3 separate regions of the Drosophila melanogaster genome follow, and regions 2 and 3 are each linked to region 1. Evidence: chromatin contacts called from public Hi-C and targeted proximity ligation data. All regions are on one chromosome and are shown on one strand. The core of a region is the stretch at or near the end of the contact, and the rest is flanking DNA. Distances in the headings are between cores, read along the strand shown. Region 1 holds the start of CG3634. Region 2 holds the start of Aef1 (Adult enhancer factor 1). Region 3 holds the start of Tsr1 (Tsr1 ribosome assembly factor).

What was found. A called contact is a pair of places that touch in the nucleus more often than the background predicts.
Region 2: a Hi-C map of the Kc167 cell line shows a contact between it and region 1, with 2.6 times the contacts expected there. A contact is called at or near these places in 17 of 107 Hi-C or Micro-C datasets (the D17-c3 cell line, the Kc167 cell line, the ML-DmBG3-c2 cell line and 9 more) and 1 of 7 datasets of targeted methods (the Kc167 cell line).
Region 3: a targeted proximity ligation map of the Kc167 cell line shows a contact between it and region 1, with 2.8 times the contacts expected there. A contact is called at or near these places in 7 of 107 Hi-C or Micro-C datasets (the D17-c3 cell line, the Kc167 cell line, the OSC cell line and 3 more) and 1 of 7 datasets of targeted methods (the Kc167 cell line).

The regions. Positions count from the first base shown.
Region 1 is chr3L:20,807,689-20,810,877 of dm6, reverse strand. CG3634 reads left to right here and starts at 1,631. Exons shown (of 2, transcript NM_141003.3): 1 at 1,631-2,039; 2 at 2,105-3,189. The coding sequence starts at 1,901. HIPP1 (HP1 and insulator partner protein 1) reads right to left here and starts at 1,209. Exons shown (of 6, transcript NM_141004.3): 1 at 1-1,209. The coding sequence starts at 1,075.
Region 2 is chr3L:21,431,948-21,435,136 of dm6, reverse strand. Aef1 (Adult enhancer factor 1) reads right to left here and starts at 1,709. Exons shown (of 3, transcript NM_168903.3): 1 at 1,436-1,709; 2 at 1-112. It overlaps barc (barricade), which reads left to right and starts at 2,003. Exons shown (of 7, transcript NM_168902.3): 1 at 2,003-2,282. It overlaps CG33288, which reads right to left. Exons shown (of 5, transcript NM_206414.3): 4 at 2,333-3,189; 5 at 2,071-2,271. The coding sequence ends at 2,144.
Region 3 is chr3L:21,333,771-21,336,959 of dm6, reverse strand. Tsr1 (Tsr1 ribosome assembly factor) reads right to left here and starts at 1,745. Exons shown (of 4, transcript NM_141047.4): 1 at 1,532-1,745; 2 at 1-1,467. The coding sequence starts at 1,637. Rab26 (Rab26,) reads right to left here. Exons shown (of 5, transcript NM_001300213.1): 5 at 1,933-3,064. The coding sequence ends at 2,950.

The DNA.
Region 1 (3,189 bases), core at 382-2,881:
TGGTTTTTTCCGCTGCTGCCCCTGTTGAGGCTGCAAGTTGCTTTTGGCTCACGGTCTTTAACATTACTTTTACTCCGCTGATCTTGTTGTTTAGCAAAATTGCCGAGTTCGGGCTGTGCTTAACTGGGGATGACAATTTTTTCACAGGCAGAGGTGGCTTCTTAGTGACTACGTGTGCTGAAGGCAGAGTTATAACTTCTGTCACCAACGCGGAAGCCGACTTGTCTTCCTCAGAGTCGTAGTCGTCCCAATCATCGTTCAACGAGCTGACAATATCTATCGGCGCGACCACAGAAGGCGGCGCAGGCGGCTCCTTACGACGCGACTTTGGCTTTAGACCGGCCATCTGCTCCAGAGCAACAGCTCTGGCTTGTTCCGGGGAGAGCTTATGCTTGGATATAGAAGGCAAGGAGTTAGATTTGATGGGCTTGGACGCAGGTACCTTGGGGCTGGCTTTTCGACTCGATGACTCCCCCTCGTCGTCGTCAATTTCCATGATTTCGAACTGCCCTTCGCCCTCGATGGTAACACCTACATCCCCATCTTCTCCAACGCCGTCAAGCTCGGAGAGAGCCTTCTCCAATGTGCACTTTTCCTCTCCCGTAGGCTGATCATGACTGGTATCCGTCCCCTTGAGCAGGGCAATGAGATCTACCTCTTCCAAGGGGGATTCGCTGGACTGGCCGTTGCCTGAGGCAGCGTTGCCTTCTTCGATTATTGGGGTTCGACATTTAGCTTCATCTGGGGCCTGGCGGGGCTCTAAGCCACCATTGTCTGCTAAGGCAATTGGTGTGTCGGAATCCTTAACTTCGGACGCCGCATCCGGCGGTCGAATGTTATGCAGCTTAGCTATCTCCCTCTCCAGAGTGCTCAGCTCGTCCAAGCCTGGACCCTCTTCAGATCCGTTGAGATTGGCCAGCTCATTCTCCAAATCAGTGGGACCCGCACTTTCCGAGAGTGTTTCTAACGCCGCCGTTTTTAGTTCTAGAGTCTCAACTTTTTCGACTCCTGGTGGTGGCTCCTCTGCTTGGGTTGACTCCAGAGTTGTCACCGCACTATCCGACACCTGCTCCATGATTCCACTGCCCCACTGATGGCTTTCCGTTCAACAGGAGTTCCAAATTAAGGGCTTTGCGTGCTTGTTTCAATCGGATTGGTCTATTATAAAAAAAAGTGCACTTGCAGCTCAGCGGCCATTTTTTGTAGTGGTGCGCAGGTGGATCTATCGATAGGCGTGAAAATATCGGAAAAAGTGGATGGTTCGAGAATTACATTTTTCATTAAATTTAAACAACAATTAGCATTAAATAGATATCAGGTAGTTCGCTTATATATTTTAATATGTATGACCGGTTTTGTTATTATTTGCTATTAGAGTAAGTTCTTAGCGTGATCGTAAGAAATAACTGTCGAAATATGTTGAGCACAAATAAGAACCAAACTATTAAAACAAATATAAGTAATAATAGATAACAGTGGGAAATGTGTATATCTCTTGGCCATGCAATAGACTTTAGATACATGCGTGGAATATTTCTGAAAGAAGTTGAAAGGTCTTCCCGCAAGAACTTTTCAGAGTGACCAGTACGTTCAGCGGCATTTAGAAGGCGACGAGAAACGGTCACGTTGCGCTGGTATTTACCCCCCGCTCATCCCCTTTCGAATACTTGATTGAAAAAAGTCTCATCAGCAGCAAGGATACGCGCAAGGATAGCGCCAAGAAAGGCAACCGTTAATTGATCTAACCCCTCGGCGGTGGTCAGTGCCAGAGCACAGAGTATCCGCGAACCCCCAGGCACAAGCTAATCCCGGAGAGCGGCAAAATCCGGACGGAGCTGGGGCCAAAGCGAAACGAGCGTCGAATACAGAACTTCGCAGGCAGGGGGCAGCAGGCAGCAGGATGTGGGATTCGTCCATGTTTCTCAGCACTCTGACGCCTAAGTTCTACGTGGCGCTCACAGGGACCTCCAGCCTGATCTCGGGCCTGATCCTGATCTTTGAGTGGTGGTATTTCCGGAAGTATGGCACTTCGTTTATAGGTGAGTAGTGGGGTTCCCCTTCCTCCGCTTCCTTCTTATTCTGTTTCACTGTCCCTGTTTCGCAGAGCAAGTCTCTATCAACCACATTAGCCCCTGGATAAATGGCAGCGATGGCCAATCAGAGTCCAGCAATGGCAGTGGCAGCAGCAGCAGCAGTGGCTCCAGCAGCAGCAGCAATGGCGGAGCAGGCGGAGGAGGATCGGGTGGAGCAGGGGCATCAGGCAGTGGCAGCGCCACCACAAGTACGGGCACCCAAATGCCCGAGTGTAAGGTCTGGCGAAATCCACTTAATCTATTTCGCGGCGCCGAGTACCAGAGATTCTTTTGGGCCACCAGCAAGGAGCCGTTGACCTACTACGACATGAACTTAAGTGCCCAGGACCATCAAACATTTTTTACCTGCGAAGGCGATGCCCGCAAGGAGGAGTATGAGATCATGCAGACGGCCTGGCGCGAACGCAATCCCATGCAGCGCATCAAGTCCGCTCACAGTGCTCTGGAAATCAATGCGGAATGTGCACCTGCCTATATACTGCTGGCCGAGGAGGAAGCCATGACCATTATGGAGGCGGAGAAGATCCTGAAGACGGCCCTAAAGGTCGCCGAGATCAACTACCGCAAGTCGCAGGCCACCCAACACCAGGGCGCCATTGCGGATGGCATGCATCGGCGCGACACCAATGTGCTGATCTATATCAAGCGACGGCTTGCCATGTGCGCCCGCAAGCTGGGCAAGCTGAAGGAGGCGGCTAAAATGTTTCGCGATCTCACCAAGGAGATACCCTCGATCATGAGCGTACTGAACATTCACGAGAATCTAATCGAAACGCTGCTGGAGATGCAGGCCTACGCCGATTGCCATGCCATTCTGGCCAAGTACGATGACATCTCGCTGCCGAAATCGGCGACTATCTGCTATACAGCTGCTCTGCTGAAGGCGCGCGCCGTAGCCGACAAGTTTTCGCCAGACATAGCATCCAAGCGAGGTCTAAGTCAAGCTGAAATGAGCGCCGTTGAGGCCATTCATCGGGCGGTGGAGTTCAATCCGCATGTGCCCAAGTATCTGCTTGAGACAAAGCGACTTATTCTACCGCCAGAGCACATTTTGAAGCGCGGCGATTCGGAGGCGTTGGCCTACGCGTTCTTCCAT
Region 2 (3,189 bases), core at 460-2,959, 620 kb before region 1:
CGGTACCTCGGTGACTTGAACAGAAAGCTGGCTAACAAACTAAGATCGATGCTTCAAAAATGCCACGACATGCTCATCTTGGGCGCTTCTCTGATGTTGTTGCTGCTAGTGCCTGTGTTTGGAGAAGGGAGATTGGGATTAGTTGAGTCGGCGGCTTGGCTTTTTGGTATGCAAAAATATGTGAGGAATTCCCAAAACATACGAAATACCTAACTGCGAAATTATAAATCTAAATTATTCAATAGCTGACACACTTTGATAGCTGGGCTCCCGGCTCCAGCTCCACTTCCTCCCCTTGAAGCCCCCTTTCCATATGGTTCCTATGGTTCTTTGTGTGCCCTTATTAGTGAAACGCATTGAAGCCCATTTTGTGTCCTAACTAGCATATTACTCCTTCGTCTCCTTTAGGCAAGCCTCTCTACATAAATAAGTATTTGGAACTACACGGCTTACATATCCATACATGTTTGTAAGGAGGTAACTGGCTTACTTTACGGTGTGAAACTATGTTTTAAATCATTCAGGTATAATGATTAACGTATTAAGCGTTCAAAGCAATATTCTTGCGAGAGTAAATATTTTCGGGCTTTATAACATTTATTAAAGAGCCATACTAATATTAAACTCACAAACAAACTGTGATGAGTAATTTTTAAATAAGATCCATAACGGATGACCGAATCCTTAAAAGATTTTTATGACTTCGATGGTATGAAAACTTCGAATATACGTCAAAGAGCATAAATTATTAAACATACGATTGATTATGCATTTTGAAACAAAATAAAACGCGCGCTGCTTGCATGCATGTAACTTTTAATATATTTTTTGAACGCTGGTTTTTACGTTCGCCGGACAAGTTACCTGACCCGCCCCCTGCTCACCCACCAGACAAGATAGACACTGAGGCCAACACAACACGCACACACATGGAGCACTCAGGTATCTCTCTTTTTGTGTTGAATTGACAGCGTGTTACTTTCTCGCCAAATTACATGTGTTTTTCTGGCAACTTAAGAACTTAGTGATAACTTTACCAATTGGATAACAATCTCAACGGAGGCGAGATCGACAGGATTCCGAACTGACCTTTTTTGGGCGGGCTTTTTGGGGGATATTTTCCCCTTTTTTCAAAAGCAGTTTTTCCACTAACACGTTGCCTCTAGATCGCCCCTCGCGCTCCCTTCTTCAGCTAAAAGTCACAACCACTTTCAGTCGCACACACGTATGGACATCACTAGCGCACACACGTACACGTACTGTGTAAAAGCTCTTTTGAGGTTAGGATACTTTTAATTTTGGAGCTCTCCGCTCGAAAATGTCCATTGTTTTTCACACGTCTATAAACGCTATTTTTGCCAAATGATTCCAGACGGAATTGGGTATACTGAGTGACACACTTGAACTCTTTTCGGGCGCCCACACATTGACCTACCTTTCCATTTTGTGGCTGTGCTGTGTGGGGCCTTTCAGGTTTAGATTTCCCCCGTTTTACATCATTTTTCGCACTCGATTCGGTTTTTTGGGGGATATGGGCCTTTCGGAGGGTGTTCGCGTATTGCTCTCGCCTATCAGAATCGGGTCCTCACAGCATTATCTGTGGCTGGTTCTTCATTTATAAAAAGCGTATAAACGTTAGAAAAATAGTACAAATATTTCTTTTCTTTTTTTTACTGTTTCGCGTACAAAATAGACGCGAATGAACTAGTGCCAATTGGGGATGGGCGATAGCTATGGGGGACCTGTTACTGATCACGAGTGTGAAGGAATCACGATGACTGCCCCGAACTCAATGGGAAAGTTGGTATAAGAGATCAAATTTGGGAAAATTCTCAGATTTATTTAGGCCAGCACATCTTTATAATTATTTTTTTTCCCACCATATTAATATAAAATCATTTTCTAATGTGACTTCTCGTGAATATCGAATTGCCATCTCTATGCTAAATGAGCTAGTTCCACTGAAGTCATTCACATAGGAATATGTAAGTTTTCTTTCGTTTTTGAGAGGTTTTCCTCCCGCCACAGTACGGTCACACTGCCCGGTGCAGAACTTTTGTATAGGAATTTCGTTTGCATTATTTTTTATTAAATTGTACTTAAAGACCAAATGCAATTGCTCAGAAAAGTGCAGGTGCAAGTTTTATAAAATCGTGCAGACCCGCGAAGCCTGCGACTGATCACCATGTGCCTGCCCATTGGTTAAACTCAGCTCGCTGTTAACTTTGTTTGTGTTTTTGTTGTGACTTCCAGCCGGCGGACGCAGTTCATCTATTTGGAAGGTAAGCAGAATTTAGGTAAGTATATACTGAAGGACTATACTGAAAGGTACCTTCGATCCTGACCGCTTTTTCGTTACGGCACGAGAGCCTGTCCATCACCTGCTTCACGAATCCCTTAGCATCTTCCTCCTTCTGCTGGGCCACAGCTTGAATATGGGAATTTGCCCTCAGTTGCATGGCCCGAATGTCATCCTGCATCGCCTTCTTACTGCGCTCCACCACTGCATCTAGAGGGTCTTCAAAGGTAGTGCTTGGCTCGAAGATGTTGCCATTACCATTGCCATGTCCTGCAGAATTGTGGTTTGAGTTTACAGAGGCCGTTGTTCGTTCATCCTCCTCGTTGGAACCCAACGTTGTGGTGGTCTTTGGTGCCCCCTCTTTGAAGGACAAGTCATCCTCGCCGCGAGGTGTGGAACATGGCGTGGTCTGTGGATCAGCCTCCCTCGCCGCTTTTATCTGAAACAATGAGGAGATGTTTTCCTTGGCGCCCAGTACTTCAGTAGAGATCTTGCTGGTCACCGAATCCATAGCCCTGCCCATCGAATCTTTTGTTTCCGAGGCTGCTTTGACCGCATTACTGCCCGCCTGCTCCACTGCATGCATTGCACTACTTCCTACTTGTTCCACTGCGTGCATTGCATCGCTGGCCAACCGATGGGCACCTTTACCCGCCGCTCCTACTGCTCCTCCCACGGTATCCACGGCTCCTCGAGCTCCAGTAGCCATTCGCTCGCCTACAGCTTCCATGGCATCACGAGCTCCATTTGCTGCATTTTTTACCGCTGTTTGAATCGAGTTACGAGTGGAGTCCATGACATCTATCGCGTCTTCGCCGACTTTGGACACCGCCTCCTCAGAGCTCGTCACAATTTTGTCAACTTGCTCCTCACCACGCTGCATTTTTTGC
Region 3 (3,189 bases), core at 496-2,995, 530 kb before region 1:
GATTCTCCTTGGCATCCCAAGGCGAAGTTCGGAAGGACTCTAAGCCGCGATATTTCTGGAACCTCTCGCGAGCGGGCACATCCAAAGGAGTGTCTATCTCATCGGGCCAAAGCTGATCCGTGCGTGCTTGCTGCAGCTTCTTCAGGGTCTCACGCTCCTCCTGGAAGTCCATTTGCTGATCGTACTTTTCGTCGTTGATGGCAGCCTCCGAGGCCACGGACACGGTGTCCTGGAACTCCTCAGTGTCTGAGTCCCGCTTCTCGTACTCATCCTCAAAGGATTTGTTGTCGCACGACATGAAGTCCTCATTATCGTCTTCTTTGTCGTCATCATCATCTTCACTCATGTCATCGTCATCCTTACCGTCTGGGTCTTCCACTTCCTCCACATCCGGAATCCAGGCAGCCTGGTACTCGCTGTAGCCCTTGGGTACACGCTTAACAAGCTTCATCTTTTTAGTTTCCGCCTGCGATGCGGCAATCTCGTCTTCGGTGGGCCACGTCTGCTCCGCGTCCATGGGGTCGGGTATGTTTTCGCTTTGAAGGGAAGTGCGCTTAGAGGGATCACTGCGATCCAAGAGACGCACCTCACTATTCTCTCCATCGCGCGATTTATCTAGCTTATACGGATCTGGAGGGGCCACCACCTGGCTTAGCTGGAAATCACCCAAGCCGGGAATGTGGACCAAACCATTCACGTTAAGAGACTGTCCACGTAAGAAACCAGTAACTTCTAGTGTGCCCAGATCGTCGCTGGGATCTGAGCCCGGTTTAAACTCTACCACATCTCCAAAGAGATGTGGCCGATTGGCGACGTTATGGAGGATGCGCTTCTTCTGGCCTCCAATGCGCCGCATAACATTCAAGGCCTCGCTAGCGGTGTCCAATTGCATGATCTTCTCCTCGGGCAACAGCTTAGATATGACCTTCTGAGCCGCCTGCTTGGCAGCAGGACGACGCTTGGGATTGATTGACTCCAGATCCATGAGGGCTACTACCGGAGTGGGTATTCCCTGGGCTGACATCATGTTAAAGATCCGTTGACCCCAGCGGTCGAAGATCTCGTCATCGCCAAAGGCTGCGGTGGTCAAAAGCAGGGTGGTGTCGCAAACCTTAAGGTAATCCAGGGCAATTAGCTCATTTCCGCGTCCCACTGGTGGTGTGACAAAAGCGAAACGCTGCTTGAACCTTGGAAGATTGATGTAAACAATGCCACTTGGGGAGTTCTCCACGACCAGTTCGCTGTCACAGCTCTTTAGGATTTCCAATGCGGACATGGGATCAATCTGTTCGTGCATGGGTAGTAGGCACACAAGAAAGGGAGCTGTGTTCTGACCACCTAGTTTTCTCTTTTGCTCCAACACCTCCTCCCTTTTGTTTTTCCTGAGCTGGTTCATCTGGTTGCGACGCTGCTCCTTGCGCTGCTGCTGCTTGTGCTTGTGGGAGATAGGCCTCAGTCCAATCTTCCCTGTGAAAGGTGAACGCCCATGTGGGTTAGAACTCTGGATGATGCTATTAAGATTTCCACATACCTTTTTGGGCATTGTCTATTGCTCCTTTGGAGCGATGACGACCCGTTTTGTGAGCCTTGTTCGCTTGTTTCAGCGGCCCGGGCCGATGAAAAGCATGATCAGCCATAGTTACCAGGTAATTAACTATCAAATTCCTATCAATTTACGCTGTTTTGTTTCCCGAGGCTGGAGCTAGAGCACATGTTCTGTCGATTCAATATTTTTCTCGATAGCTCGACGTTTCTCTTGATATCGATGTTGGGCGATGTTTTGCAAAACATCGCCTGTAGCGCTTAACAGCAGTGGTGAGTATGTGAGTTAGCAGCTGCTAACAACTGTTGTATTGGGCGCAAATTTCAAAATATGCTATTGTACTGTAGGGCACTTCCCAAAAATGAAACAAATTGCCGCCTTGTTTTTTAAACCACATTCAATGTAAATATGTATTTGCTGTTTATGGTATAGACTTGACGTCTGCTTGAATATAACGCTTTTTAGTAGCTAGTTTACATTCATTCCGTGATATATGCATGCATCGGATTCTTTATCTTTTGCTGTAGTAGCTCAGTATAGTATATGTTCAAGTTGTTCAACTGCCTTTGATTATTCGCAACACCTTTGCCTGGGCGCGCTGTTCAAATTGGTTTGGGAATGGGTTTCTGATTGGGCTTACACAGGCGTAATTAGTAATAATTAACTTAATTGCGTAGCGTATTCATTAGTGGGGTGTGTAAACAATTTTCAGGGCCTCGTTTGGACCTAAAACTTAACGATAGTCCATAACACTTAACAATTAGGAGTAAATCAATAGAACTAATAGTAGGTAAATTGAGTGATTGTTTCTCATTAATTGGAATTGTAGTATCCCGAGATCTCCTCTGGATTATTTAGGTAGGTATATATTCTCCAAGCAGTTCTATCCTCAGTGAAATCCAACGGCGTGCTGGATAAATCTCAATGTGGCATGATTTTGCTGCGTTCCGTCGGCTCTCTCCTTAAAGTAATTTATGCAGTTGTATACGGATATTTGTATGTATATATACATATATATATATATATATATAGTTTAATATTTATGCACCGGGCCTACTGATGCCGCAATGCCAATGGCCTGCCCTATAAAAATTATGCGTATCGCGTCCCGTTCCGCCCCGAAATCCCCATTTACCTACAAAACATGCCGAGTACTCTACCTTCCGTCTAGGGTCTTACAAAATTGGTGCAATCTTATCGAGTGTCTTTGTGTGATTTTCTTTTTTGTCGTTTTGGGTTTGTTTCAATAAATGCAGAATTTCGACTCTGCGCCATCGAACGTGTCCTTCTGCTTCCTTTCGAGTGCCCCACTTCCCATCTCAACTGGCTGCGGGCTTATTGTTGTCTTTGTGCGCGGGATCGGGAGGATATGGCTCTTCTGTCATCCGCAAGTTGGCCAATTTCAATTACATGTTCCTGCACTGGGCGCAAACCGAGCGCGCCTTTGTATTGTCACGCACAAAATCATGCACATTGAACTTTCCATCATCGCCGTGCTCGTAGCCGCGACTCTTTAGTTGCCTGCAAATGAGAATGAAGATATTAAATGTATTGATCGGGGAAATTTCGAAGAATTCCATAGTGGTTTCACGTTCTAGTAATATACGTATCTCCTAAAATTAATTCTGTATTAATCAATTCTGTAC